3 separate regions of the Mus musculus genome follow, and all the other regions are linked to region 2. The links are chromatin contacts, called in public promoter capture Hi-C maps. All regions are on one chromosome and are shown on one strand. Each heading gives the region's core, a stretch centred on a gene start, on an enhancer-like site or on the middle of the called end of the contact. The rest is flanking DNA. Distances are from core to core; before and after follow the strand shown. Region 1 holds the start of Mab21l2 (mab-21-like 2). Region 2 holds the start of Fcrl1 (Fc receptor-like 1). Region 3 holds the start of Hdgf (heparin binding growth factor).

The links. Promoter capture Hi-C pulls out the DNA fragments that hold promoters and counts their contacts.
Region 1: a contact with region 2 is called in a promoter capture Hi-C map of embryonic stem cells, with 2.2 times the contacts expected there. The contact joins the promoter of Mab21l2 here to the promoter of Fcrl1 in region 2. A contact is called at or near these places in 5 of 39 promoter capture datasets (the 3T3-L1 cell line, embryonic stem cells, hippocampal neurons and 1 more).
Region 3: a contact with region 2 is called in a promoter capture Hi-C map of second pharyngeal arch cranial neural crest. The contact joins the promoter of Hdgf here to the promoter of Fcrl1 in region 2. A contact is called at or near these places in 3 of 39 promoter capture datasets (cranial neural crest, pre-B cells and second pharyngeal arch cranial neural crest).

What each region holds. Positions count from the first base shown.
Region 1 is chr3:86,545,850-86,550,570 of GRCm38.p6, reverse strand. Mab21l2 (mab-21-like 2) reads left to right here and starts at 2,288. Exons shown (of 1, transcript NM_011839.4): 1 at 2,288-4,521. The coding sequence starts at 2,880. The coding sequence ends at 3,959. The region is part of intron 40 of Lrba (LPS-responsive beige-like anchor); the gene reads right to left. Gm31677 (a long non-coding RNA gene) reads left to right here. Exons shown (of 5, transcript XR_375777.3): 3 at 1,557-1,620.
Region 2 is chr3:87,373,934-87,378,204 of GRCm38.p6, reverse strand. Fcrl1 (Fc receptor-like 1) reads right to left here and starts at 1,818. Exons shown (of 10, transcript NM_178165.4): 1 at 1,680-1,818. The coding sequence starts at 1,710. Gm31940 (a long non-coding RNA gene) reads left to right here and starts at 602. Exons shown (of 3, transcript XR_867410.3): 1 at 602-1,118; 2 at 2,061-2,145.
Region 3 is chr3:87,904,192-87,908,488 of GRCm38.p6, reverse strand. It overlaps Hdgf (heparin binding growth factor), which reads right to left and starts at 2,168. Exons shown (of 6, transcript NM_008231.4): 1 at 1,775-2,168. The coding sequence starts at 1,861.

The sequences.
Region 1 (4,721 bases), core at 1,039-3,538, 830 kb after region 2:
TTCCAAGCTTCTTTTCCCTGTGGTCCCATACTCCACGGGAGTACACCCCTCTGGCCTGTAACACCTCCAAGGCAGGGACTATAGAACGCACTAGTTACCCGGCTACATGGCATGGTCTGGGTCCTGCAGCACCAAAGCCTCCCTGACCAGCGGGAAACCGCTGGCCGCAGCTAGCCGCCTAGTAGTGCATTCACTCTTAGGAACGCCCATGAAACTACTGTCCCAGAGGCTCTCTGATGCTTACTTTGCAAGGTTCTTCCCAACTCCTCGCTACTTAAAACGGCCCCCAAGCGATAAATCCCGCTTGGTTTAAAAAAGAAAAACCCAAATACTCTTTAGAAAGGAGCTTTAGCATCAAGGTGGAGGCGGGTCAAGTCTCCAGCCCTCCGGACCACCAAAGACTAAGAACGAATGAAGGGGTAGGGATCCAAGCATCTCATGCCCAGTAGAAAGAAACATTAGCTCTCTCGGTAGCAACTGAATTCAGGTTCTGGTAGGTTTCAAAAAATGCAAGTCAAGCTCTCCTACGGGGTTTTACAAAAGTTATACACAGCTTTTTAAAAAAAAAAAAAAACGGGCTAAAGATTTTATTTTCCCTATGCATAACCCACGGCTTAAATATTATCTGCCAAATCAACCTAAAAATAGCCCTTAACTACCTGAGTGTATTAAAACAACTGAGAGCCCTGGCATCTTAAATTCTGAGATAAACTCCCAGTAGCAAGTGAATCACCTTGCTGCAGCCCTTGTTTTTCCAAAAGTCCTACGAGGCAGCAATCACACAGCTTGTTAAGGATAACACATATTCTAAGGAACAAGAGCGACTGAGTTTTAGTGGGATGCAGGGGAGGAGGAAGGCCATCTGGGTAATCAATAACAGTAAAGTTATAGATTTTTATCCCAGTCAACTCCTTTAAAAGCAAGAATCAATTATGAAAATAAAATTATTCTAAACCAGTACTGCCCAAGAATATGTTCACAATTAACGTCACAGTATTTAAAAAATTAAGAAAACCTGAATTCAGGCTCATTTTTTTCCTTCATTTTAATTTAAGTCTAAACTATTTTGGTAGCTTATTTCAATCAGCAAGTATAACCAAGTAATGTATGCTAATATATAAACTTACAGTTTCTCAAAACTCACATATTTTCTCTCTAGTTATTGGTAAATTCCTATAAGAGTAAAATAATGACACAAAGATAGCTAAATCTAAATTATGAAATAAGGATCAAAAACATATCTGGAGTAGTTTTTGTCCTGTTCTGTATTTTTAACAGCATATGGAAATTACTAACAAGAGATTTATGGTTATAGACTGTCATCCTATCCCCTCCTTTACACATACACAGCAATTCTCCAGCTCTTGGCAACAATGGGATGGGAGGGAAAGAGAAGGGGGGGGGGACTACAAAATTTAAGTCCTTTCTTAAGCTCCCCTTCCTGCTCTCATTTGCCTTCAAGCCAAAGACAGTTTGTTAGAGTCTGCACCTTCTGCAGAATGTTCAGAGACTTAAAACCAAAAGTGAAGCTCACTGAAAGCACTACTACTTTGCAGGAATTGATCCAGCCATACCCAGAGAAGAATCCCTTCTATGAAGACTCTCCTCCTCACTGCAACGGTAAGAAAAGAGGATAAAAAAGAAAATGGGACTATGAAACGAGTGAGAGCATTTGGCTTCTGTCTAGTCCCATTTTCTCACCCCCCACGCCCCCTTTATCAAGTGCAGTGTGGTGGCTGCTGAGGTCCCAAGCTTGTCCTCTCTCTCTCTTTCTCTCGGATTGGCTAAAGCACTGACAGCTTGCATAGGGATTGTAGGAACTGAAGCTCCACCCCTTCACGGTGGCCCAGAACCATTCATAAACTAAGGAGAGAGAGAGAGAGAGAGAGAGAGAGAGAGAGAGAGAGAGAGAGAGAGAGAGAGAGAGAGAGAGAGAGAAGTGTGGGGGGCAGGTATCAGAGGACAGGGGGATGAGGTAGAGACTGCAAACGCAACCCAGAGGAGAGGAAAAACCCGGACTCCTTAGACCTGCACACCAGATACAACGTAAGCAACGATTTAGTCACACTAAAATAGATTTTGCTAGGGCCAAAAGTATAAATAACGAGGCAGAAAAGAATATCAAACAACTTGCAGCAGTTTGCACCTAGAGAAAGGCAGGAAGAACCCACCACAAACAAACCAACCCAATCCAAACAACGCCTCCAGTAGGAAGCCAGGAAAACTGCTACGACACAACCCCCTGAGAAGAGAGGAGACTAGCACGCTGAGACCGCGCGGGGCGTCTGCAAACCTCAGAGTGCGCTGCGGCCTGAGCTGTACTTCGCTGCTCTCCGGGCATTAATTACATCCTTCACTTTCCTTTTGGGGGAGGGTAAGGAAGGCATCACCTACGCTGAGCGAAGGCGTCCAACCATCGAGGGAGAAGTTTCAGAATGAACCACTGAATGTTTTTGTCTTATTTTTAAATTTACTTTGGCACTTATAAGACTTCATTTCCAGATATCTGGGCAATCGTGGCTGCTGCGGACATCTAAGCCTAGCCTCTTGGTAACCTAGTTTTTTCTCTCTCACGATTTCATCCATCTCTCCCGCACAAGGAGAGGCTCGTCTTTATTTTTGCAGGTACTTTCCCCCCTAAATAATATTATTTCTAATTTTCTGCGGAAGAAAGAAAAGAAAATTCCAAAGAGGGAAAAGAAAAGGCCAGCCGGCTATATCATCAGCCGGTCAGCCCAGGTGGAAAGCAAGAGTGAAATTGGGGCTTCAGGGGGAACGCACCGCCTTTCCACAGCCGCAGGGCCACCACCAGTGCGTGAGCCTTGGATCCCTCAACGTATTGCGAGACGCCGGTGTACAGCCCGGACCTGTGCCCCAACATGATCGCCGCTCAGGCCAAGCTGGTTTACCAGCTCAATAAATACTACACCGAGCGCTGCCAGGCGCGCAAGGCTGCGATCGCCAAGACCATCCGAGAAGTCTGCAAGGTAGTGTCGGATGTGCTAAAGGAAGTGGAGGTGCAAGAGCCCCGCTTCATCAGCTCTCTGAGTGAGATTGACGCCCGCTACGAGGGGCTGGAGGTAATCTCGCCCACCGAGTTCGAGGTGGTACTCTACCTCAACCAGATGGGAGTCTTCAACTTCGTGGACGACGGATCTCTGCCCGGCTGTGCCGTGCTCAAACTAAGCGATGGGCGGAAGCGGAGCATGTCTCTTTGGGTCGAGTTCATCACAGCGTCTGGCTACCTTTCTGCGCGCAAGATCCGCTCGCGTTTCCAGACACTAGTAGCCCAGGCGGTGGACAAGTGCAGCTACCGGGACGTGGTCAAGATGATCGCCGACACTAGTGAGGTCAAGTTGCGCATCAGGGAGCGCTACGTGGTGCAAATCACCCCAGCGTTCAAGTGCACCGGGATCTGGCCTCGCAGCGCGGCACAGTGGCCTATGCCCCACATCCCCTGGCCCGGCCCCAATCGGGTGGCGGAGGTCAAGGCCGAAGGGTTCAACTTGCTCTCCAAGGAGTGCTACTCGCTGACTGGCAAGCAGAGCTCCGCAGAAAGCGACGCCTGGGTGCTGCAGTTCGGTGAGGCGGAGAACCGCTTGCTGATGGGCGGCTGTAGAAACAAGTGCCTCTCGGTGCTGAAGACGCTGCGGGACCGCCACCTGGAGCTGCCTGGCCAGCCGCTCAATAACTACCACATGAAGACGCTGCTGCTGTACGAGTGCGAGAAACACCCGAGGGAAACGGACTGGGACGAGGCTTGCTTGGGCGACCGTCTGAACGGCATCCTGCTACAGCTCATCTCCTGCCTGCAGTGCCGCCGCTGCCCTCACTACTTTTTGCCCAACCTCGACCTCTTCCAGGGTAAGCCCCACTCGGCCCTGGAGAGCGCTGCCAAGCAGACCTGGAGATTGGCCAGGGAAATCCTCACCAATCCCAAAAGCTTGGACAAACTATAGAGTGCTGCCGACTGCGTGGAAAGCAACATAAATGGGCATGCTCTCCCAGAACACACAACAACAGCAAAAACTCGAAACACAAACTTTTATGTAAATCACCTGAAAGAACGGGAGTAGGCAGAAGACATCCTAATTAAGAAGCAAACAAAAGAGGGCAAACCAACCAACCCCCCCACCCCAAAAATAACATTCTTGCACAAAAATGATCGTTTCCTTCCAAACAATGTGAATTTAAAGATCGCACAAAAGAAGCAATCCGGCTTTGCGAACACAAAATGAAACCCAAGGTACATTTTTCAAATCAATGTATAGTAGCTTCCCTTCTTTTCCTTCTTTACGCCCGCCCCTCCTTGTTTTGGGTTGCTTGCGTGATTGTCACCAAGTGAAAATAATTATTTAACTATATGTGAAATTTCTTTTACAAAGTTTTACTGATGTGAAATGTGTCTCAGTGCCAATGTCAATGTGCCCCTGCCTCCTCCTTTTGCACCCCTAACCCCCGCCCTAAAATGTCTTGTTGAAACCAGTAAACCAGTAATAAAAATATTACTTTACATTGTAATTGGCTGCTTGCGGATTGTTCTTGAATGAAGGCAGATGAGATCACTTTCTAACTTACAAGATGTGAACTTGAACTAAATACAGGAAGCTTCCATTTGAACTCTGATTTGCAAACTTTAAAATACAGCATATTCTGGAGAATTAATTATATAAATCTCCCCCAAAATCCTTAGTAAAAAGTAAAATAAGTATTTTACTCAA
Region 2 (4,271 bases), core at 569-3,068:
GGCTATTAAGTAATCAAAGCTGGTGAAATAAGCTTACGTTTAGACTTAAAGTGTCACGTTAAATGAGAAAGGTGTGTACGTTTGGAGAAGAAACTACAGGTGAAGTCTAGGCATCCGTTCCAAGCTGCCAACATGCTGAGTACAGATTCAACCCAGCAAAGAAGCAGCAGGGCAGCAGATATGAAGCAGAAAGAAAACAGACAAACAGCATTCTGGAAACCAAGTTAAAAGCACCCTGCAGGAGTGATCATCCACCGCTCTGCCCCCAGAGGATAAGGAGTAGGAACCGGAAATGACCTCTGTGTGAGGCGAAGGTGAAGTGGTGGGTGAGGTTGGGGAGAGGTGGGGATAAAAGGTTGATTAAAGTGAGTTCACCAAAAAAGGAAACGATTGAACACTTGCCTGGGTCAAGAATGCGAGAGGAGCTCAGGGGACAAGATTGGGAGCTTGAAGCAATCTTTGATATGATAGAAATGTTCCCAGCTTTGATTGACATCTGGGGGAAAGGTTTCAAGAGCTTAAGAAAGGCAGGTAACTAAAAATGAAGGTGTTTTGTTTTGTTTTGTTTTGTTTTGTTTTGTTTTGTTTTGTTTTGTTTTGTTTTGTTTTGTTTTGTTTTGTTTTGTTTTAAAGAAAGAATCAGGGAAGTGAGACAAAGTGAAGTTGCCAAGCTAGCGCAGAGTGAACCCTGTCCCAGTGCAGAGTGAACAGAGCACAGAGTGAACCAAGCCAGCACAGAGTGAAGGGAGAAAGAGAAACAGTGCGGGAACGAGGAGGGAAGCTCTCCCAGCATGCCTGTGCATGTATGGGAACAGGTTGGAATGGAGACACATTTGAGTGGAGGAGAAGGTTAATGAATGACAAGGTGTATTTACAGAGCAAGAAGAAGGCAGACAGGTAGTTGGTAGTCATGGGAGTAGAAAAATGGAGAATTTTCTTTTTGCCATTATTACTTCTAAAATAAATTATTAATCAAAGTTATAAAATGGGGCCCAAAAGGATTAAGTTTGAGGAGAAACGAGAAGACCTGAAACAATGGCTCCCACGCATGAGTGGGAAAACAGATGCGAAGAACATCTGCGATTCGGTTTCCACGTCACGTGATGATAAGGTGCCAGGTGAGCCTTTGTTTAAAGTCCCATTGTTTGGACACAGTTAAAGTGTATCATCTGGCAGTGCAGGAGGGAGAGAGAGTTGAAAGAGCATCCGCCGGCATGTTGTGGTGATGAGCTGCAGAGTCTGTGCCGTGTCAGTGATGAGTAAGCCTTCCAAGTGTAATGATTAATAATGGAGGAATAATCTTGCCATTCTGGTGTGTGACACCAGAGAAACCAGAGTGTGGCCACAGGGGAATGAGGAGGGCTGGTGATACACTAAGGTTCTCATGTGAATAAAAGGAAGTGGTGTTGATAGAAGAAAAAGGAACTGAGGGACCAAGTTGTTGCCTATATTTTGTGAGTGTGTGTGTGTGTGTGAGAGAGAGAGAGAGACAGAGACAGAGACAGAGAGACAGAGACACACAGAAAGACAGAGACACACACACAAAGAGAGACGAGACAGAGACAGAGAGACAGACTACATGAATCCACGAGCATCACCAGGCAGAAACTTAGTCGTCGAATTCTCTATCCTTTTTAAGATCCCCGTTCCCAGACCCCACTCCAAGTTGTCTAACTTACCACAGATCAGTAGCAGGAGCCAAGGTAGCATGAGGACCAGGCTGGGGATGGTAACTTGAAGGTGCCTCTCACCAAAAGAAAAAAAAGCAAAACCAGACTACTCACAGAGGTGTCACAGATAACTGCCCTCAGCTTCTCTGAGGTTTGAGGAAGTCGTGGTCGGAAGTTAACCTTCAGCACGAGTTTACAGAAATACAACAAAGCAACCTTGTCCAGTGTTCAGTTCTTCCTCCAGGAAGGCCCCAGAATGGAAGACACTCCTTCCTATGGCATGACTCAATTTCATGACTTGGAGCTTTTGGGTATCAGGAGATGCGGGCTTTCATTTTATAACTTTGATTAATACTTTATTATTAAAATATGAATATTCATGTATCTCAGGGGTTTCCAGTAGATGATCCAGGCTTTAAAGAGTCTCACTGAGCTTGAGTCCTGCCAGATTTCACACCACACACTGCCATCTTTGGTAAGGATATCTATTTAACTATCTGATCAAATGCACTGTCTTTCTCACAAGCTCCTATTGTGGTCTCTCTGTGTCTGACTCAGGAATGGAAGGGAGTATTCGCAGGTTATGTTCCGTGTCTGCTGCTATTGTATATTCTGATTTATATAGGGTCCAGCCATTCATATAGATATTTCCCCATGTTTAAAATTTCAATGTTCCAATAAATGACATGAGCCACTTTTTAAAAAGTCATAGGAAGTCATAGAGTGGAAGAGTTTGGAATAAAATGGAAGACTTGGATATGCACCAATTAGCCTCTGTGTACTGGAAAAGGCTCACCGTCATCACTAACTCTTGTATTTGTGTGACACCCTTCTTCCCTTACCCCAGTCAAGGGTAGGCAATTCCTGCTGTTGCTTCCTTTAGCATCTATATCACCCTTTCTCTGTCACCTGAAGCTTGTATGTGAGTCTCATTATGGATTACAGGGGAATAAACTATTTTATTTTTCCCATTTCTTGAATCTTTTATCATCTAATATTAAGATGATTTTTGACAAAGGTAAACTGATACAAATGCAATCATAGTAATTGTTCTACATTATTTGCATCATCTCAACATTGAGTGAGTGAGTGTGTGTGTGTTATTAAACATGGGGCCACAACATACACCTTGGGATCACGGTCTGCACTCTGAGGTTGCTGTCTGCACCCTGGGGTCACAGTCTGCACTCTGGGGTTTCCATCTGCACCTTGAGGTCAGAGTTTGTACCCAGGGATTGCAGACTGCACACTGGTGTTGCTGTCTGCACTCTAGGGTCGGCATACACCCTGGGATCACAATCTTCACCTTGTGAATGAGAATTGCTGGAAAGAAACCGTGCCTCAAATGCTGATTGACTGACTAGACCTTCAGTGATGTGGAGAGGTTGGAATGTTCCAAATCCAGGGGCAAATTATCTTGGGCATCTTTATCCCTCTTAATAACAACCTACTGATTGCTTTTGTACATGAACCAACCCCTTTTGTCACCATCATGTAAATCCTTTGGGAATGTACAAATAGAATGTTTCACCAACAAAATAGCTAACAATTCTATCAGGCTTCCCATCTCTGCTATAACCCGCCTACCTGATGCATTTGAAAGTGTGTTACTTTACGGTTTTTTTGCTGTTCCTATAAAAAGTTAATGAAATTGATACCTTGTTGGAGCATGGTATTTGGAGAAAGAATCTGAATCTGTGTTTCTGAGCCATGATTGCTCATATTCACTCCAGAAAACAATCTCTTTATTCCTTTGAGATAGGATCTCTTTCCTTCCTCAACAAGCCTATGAAGCCAGGTTCAGCCAGAGAGTCCCTATTCCATTGTCTCTCAGAGATCGGGGGATGGGCTGGCTTTGCTACATTCCTGGTTAGAAAATGCTAGTCAGCTGCAGCCACTCACCCTCAGTAAGTCACTTAAAACAACCATATAAAGCAAAAAGCAGAAAAAGAACTTTAATTCAATGTGCCCATATTAGGAGGGATAAGAGAAACACTGACCTCCCCAGTCCGTTTTTAGGGATTCAAAATGAGGTCAAAGTTTAAGTAGAGGGCAGGTGAGGAGCACATCTATGAAATCCTGGTCAAGGTGTGGTCCTGCCCACCACTGACCCATCCCTGTCTGGGCTTCAGTCCGCCCTGTAACATCCTGTAAGGTGGACTGACACAGGTTAGAACTGTGTGGAATCACTTTCCAGGCAAGCTCCTTGTCTGACTGGCTCTGGGCTTCCGTCATTCAGTCCTCCACTTTCAAAATCCCATAGGAGTTTCAGAGTCTTAGAGTCCAGGGTTTCATTTCTCCCAGGCAGCCGTGGTGTGTGTGTGTGTGTGTGTGTGTGTGTGTGTGTGTGTGTGTGTGTGTGTGTGTGTGTGCACATGTGCGTGTGTTTGTTAATATGCATCCTGTTACTATAGATTAGATTAGTCTCTGTGGTTTTATAAAAACTAAAATATATAATATTTATTCTGTTTCTAAATTCATTCCCTTAGCCTATTATTTCTGAGATCCATTCATGCCTGATAAAATAGCTGTAAGCACTCATGCATACATGTATTTGAGCAAATATTTGAATGGAATTGCTGAGTCTGGAGATATTTAACT
Region 3 (4,297 bases), core at 919-3,418, 530 kb before region 2:
CATTTACAACTTCAGCTCAAAAGTCCTGGCTTCAATAGAAAGAAATTGTCTCTCTCTCCTGCCCATCTCTCCTAGACACTCATAATGAAAAGAAATAATAGATGGTATATCTACTCCAAGGGCTATCCTCTACCCAAGGAACACCAAAATCAGAGGGACTTGTTCATGGGGCCCCAAAATCTCATGAAATAAGGCATACCAGAAGGTTCTGTAAATCAACATTCCATAACTACTTCTCTTTCCTCAGACATAGCTTACCTCTGAACTTTGTCTCACCCCCAGCAGGGAAAAGCAGTAGAAACCTGGGTCCAGCTCTTGCCCTCCCTACCAGTGCCTTGGCATCTGGACCAAGAAGCCAATGGATCAGAGGATGCAAGGTAATAAATTACATGAGTGTTTACATGACACACATATACAAAGCCTAGCTTCAGTCAGGCCCTCGAGGCCCTCTAAGCTTCTGGAAAGAGTCTGGCCTCTCTCTCTCTGCACTGCACTCCCAGGCCAGACCCAGGCCTTACTTGACCCATTTTAAAGTTTCAGTGAGCAAGGCTCAGGCAAGTAGGATTGAACACACTCCTTGGGATGGAGGGAGAGAGAGAGAATATGGAGGGCCACTTGAGTTTTCTCAAAGATCAAGGTGTCCTGACACCCTGAATAGGAACGAAGACAGCATGGAGCCTCAGAGTCGTACTGAGCCAGATGAACAGTCAGCCATACTGTAAAATTCACAAGGCAATCCTGCCTGAGACCCCTCCCTCCAGGCCTTTCTGCCCGAGGATTTCTTTTACACAAGTTCCACACCCTAAGGGGCTGAGTCATGCCCTCACTCGGTATCAAGGGCCCCCTCTACAATCGTTTTGAAAAATTCCCAGAAGCAACCCTCCCCCCAACACACACACACACACACACACACACACACACCTTTTCCTGGGAGGGAAGGTGATAAACACAGCAGGCTTTCTGCCCCACCCTCCCACCTGGCCAGGTGCTGGAATGGGGAAGGCCCTACTCTTGGCGGGTTCAAACAACCACATGGCTGACACCGGCCTCCCTGACTGGAGACGCTCACTAATGGGAAGCCGAGGAAACTCCAGCGTCCCACAATCCCCCACACCGCGCTAAGGTCGTCTGTACTGGATTTCCCAAAGCACACGGGGGCCCTGCTGCCTCCAGTTCCAAGTCTGAGCTGGAGGCATATGGAGGGATGTTCTTGTAGAGCTGGGGGCTAAATCGGTTATGGCAGAGTCACCAGGCCAGGCAAGACCATTTTTAAGTAAGTCGTCCCCAAACATTTCACGACCCTCCCAACTTCAGAGTTCCTACCAAAATGCTCCAAGAAAGTTTGTGAGTCGCCAACTCTACATCCACCTAACCCTCTGTGAACTGAGACCCCTCGCACCCGTTCGTCCAGCCAGAGAAACCTGAACTGGAGGCAACTATCAATGGAGACTCAGGGCTCAAGCGGGGCTCCGAGAAGGGGTTGGGATTCGCGGCGAAAGAAGCGACACACCATCGGGCCGCTCCCCCCCCCCCCCCCGCCACCGTGAGCCCGAAGCCTCGGCCGCTGTGACGGAGGGGTGAGGGCGAACTGAGCACGCGGCGCTGCCCGCCAGGTGCCGGCCGCGATCGCCTCCGTTATGTAAGCGGTGGTGGGCTCCCGCCAGCCAGAACAGGCCTGGCACCCCTGCCCCTACGCCCGCTCCGCGCTCGGCGGCCGTGCCCTCCCGAGCGTTATGCAACCCGCAGCAGGGCCCGCGACGGCCGCGCCACTCACCCGGGCCGGCCAGTGTGGGTATCCTTTCATCTTCGCAAACACCAGGTCTCCGCACTTGTACTCTTTCTGCCGGTTGGATCGCGACATGGCGGGGCCGCGGGCGCCCCGGGCTCCGCGCCGAGCCGGGAAGCGCGAGCCCAAGTTTGCGCGTGCGGCGGTTGCGGCGCCGCTGCGCTCCGGCCCTCGCGCGGCCCCCGCCTCGATGCCGGCCCCCGACGCGAGCTCCGGGGCAGCCACGGCGTCTGCGCCCGCGCGCCGCTCGGACAGGGCCGGGCGCGGTGGGCAACACACGGCTCCGGGAGCGCTAGCTCGTGTGGTTGTTTGTGTTTGAAATTCAATTGCTCCCTCCTCGGCGCGAGCGAGGCCGCTTCCTCCACCCCCCGCGGCCCACTCCTCCCCTCGCGCTCCCGCCCGCGGCGGTTCGATGCGCGCAGCCAATCGACGCCTACAGCCTGCCCCGGCCTCACACCCAACCTGGAGGCCGCCAGGCGGGGCTCAGAGGCACAGGCTTGAAGAGCCGAGTGCCGAGCGCGCCGAGCGGGCTTTGTGTGCGGGCGGGTGGTGGGTGCCAGCCCAAAAGGAGCTGGCGCCCGCTGGACAGGCTGCACGTGCCCCTCCCCGGGCTCCTCTGAATGCCCTGGCCAGGCGGGGCCTACTGTGGCCTGCCTTGCGCTCTGTCCCCCCTACCACGTGCCATGTCCCAACCCACGTATTTGCTCTGCGCCTCTGACTTCTAACTAGTTAGACCGCCAAGGCAAGAGGTGTACCCCACACACTCCACGTGCTTCTGTTGGTGGCGGTATAAGAGTTCGAGTCCTACCATTTCAGTCTACTCTAAATTAACAGCTGTATCTGGACTATCACCAATTACCCTCACTAGAATAAGGAGGTCCTAAACGATAAAGACAGTTGGATACCACTAAATCTAGTTTGGAGATATATAGTATTAATTTGAAGACTGTATTTGGCCTGGGTTATATTCTAAGGAATGATGTGCGCAAAACTTGATCTCAGATCTCAAACCAAACAAGATTTTGTTGTAATTACATCTCTGTGCAATGGGTTTTTTGTTGTTTATATCTAATTGTTTTATATCTTATTTTTATTGAGACAGTCTTTTTTTTTTATTTTTTTTTATTTTTCAAGACAGGGTTTCTCTGTGCAGTCCTGGCTGTCCTGGAACTCACTCTGACTGACCTCAAACTCAGAAATCCGCCTGCCTCTGCCTCCCAAGTGCTGGGATTACAGAAGTGTGCCACCACTGCCGGGGGAGACAGTCTTAGTATGTAGCCCTGGCTGGCTGGCCTGCATACTCTCTTTTTAAAGAGATTTGAAGGTTTCTGGTTTTTGTTTGTTTGTTTTTGGTTTTTCAAGGCAGGGTTTCTCTGTGTAGCCCTGGCTGTCCTGAAACTCATGTAGACCAGGCTGGCCTCAAACTCAGAGATCCACTTGCCTCTCCCTCTTAAACGGGTGCACCACCACTGCCCAGCAGATTTGAAGGTTTTTTTTAATATTTATTTATTCATTTATTATTTGTAAGACACTGTAGCTGTCTTCAGACACTCCAGAAGAGGGCCTCAGATTTCATTAGGGATGGTTGTGAGCCACCATGTATGAGTTCAAATGGTCCACAAACAGCTGGGATTTGAACTCAGGACCATTGGAAGAGCAGTAGGCACTCTTAACCACTGAGCCATCTCACCAGCTCAGATTTGAAGTTTTTATTTGTGTTTGTGAATGCATGCTACATGTGTGGTGTGCAGAAGAGAGTGTCAGATCCCCTGAGGCTGGAGTCGCAGGTCATTGTGAGCCCATTCACATGGGTTCAGGGAACTGAACTTGAGTCTCCTGGAAGAGCAGCAACTGACCACCTCTTCAACCCTAATCACAAATTCTTTAAAAAGTTTAATGATGCCTGGCGTGGTGGCACACGCCTTTAACCCCAGCACTCAGGAGGCAGAGGCAGGCAGATTTCTGAGTTCAAGGCCAGCCTGGTCTACAAAGTGAGTTCCAGGACAGCCAGGGCTATACAGAGAAACCCTGTCTCGAAAAACCAAAAAAAAAAAAAAAAAAAAGTTTAATGAGTTTTTTTTTGTGTCCTATAAGTATGAAATTTTACATGTTTTTAAACTCAAATCATGCACATTCCAATTTAATTAAAACTGAGGGTCCTACCCTCTTCTCCACTTGGCTAAAAGGTATCAGTAAGACTTCTAAGTTATTATTACTTTAGTGTAGAATAGAGTTTATTTAGGGCATGGGGAGGGGAGTTGAGGGGGTAGTAGAGACAGAGAAAGGCAGAGTGGGTAGAGGAGTAGCCATGAATACGGAGGAGGGGTGGCGGGGGGGGGGGGGCAGAGAGGAAGAGCAAGAGCAACTTCTAAATTCTTGATGGGGCTGAGAATGGAACTCGGGTGATAGAGCAGGAAAGAGGCCTTAGATTTGATCCTCAGCTTCTCTCTCTCTCTCTCTCTCTCTCTCTCTCTCTCACACACACACACACACACACACACACAAAGAAAG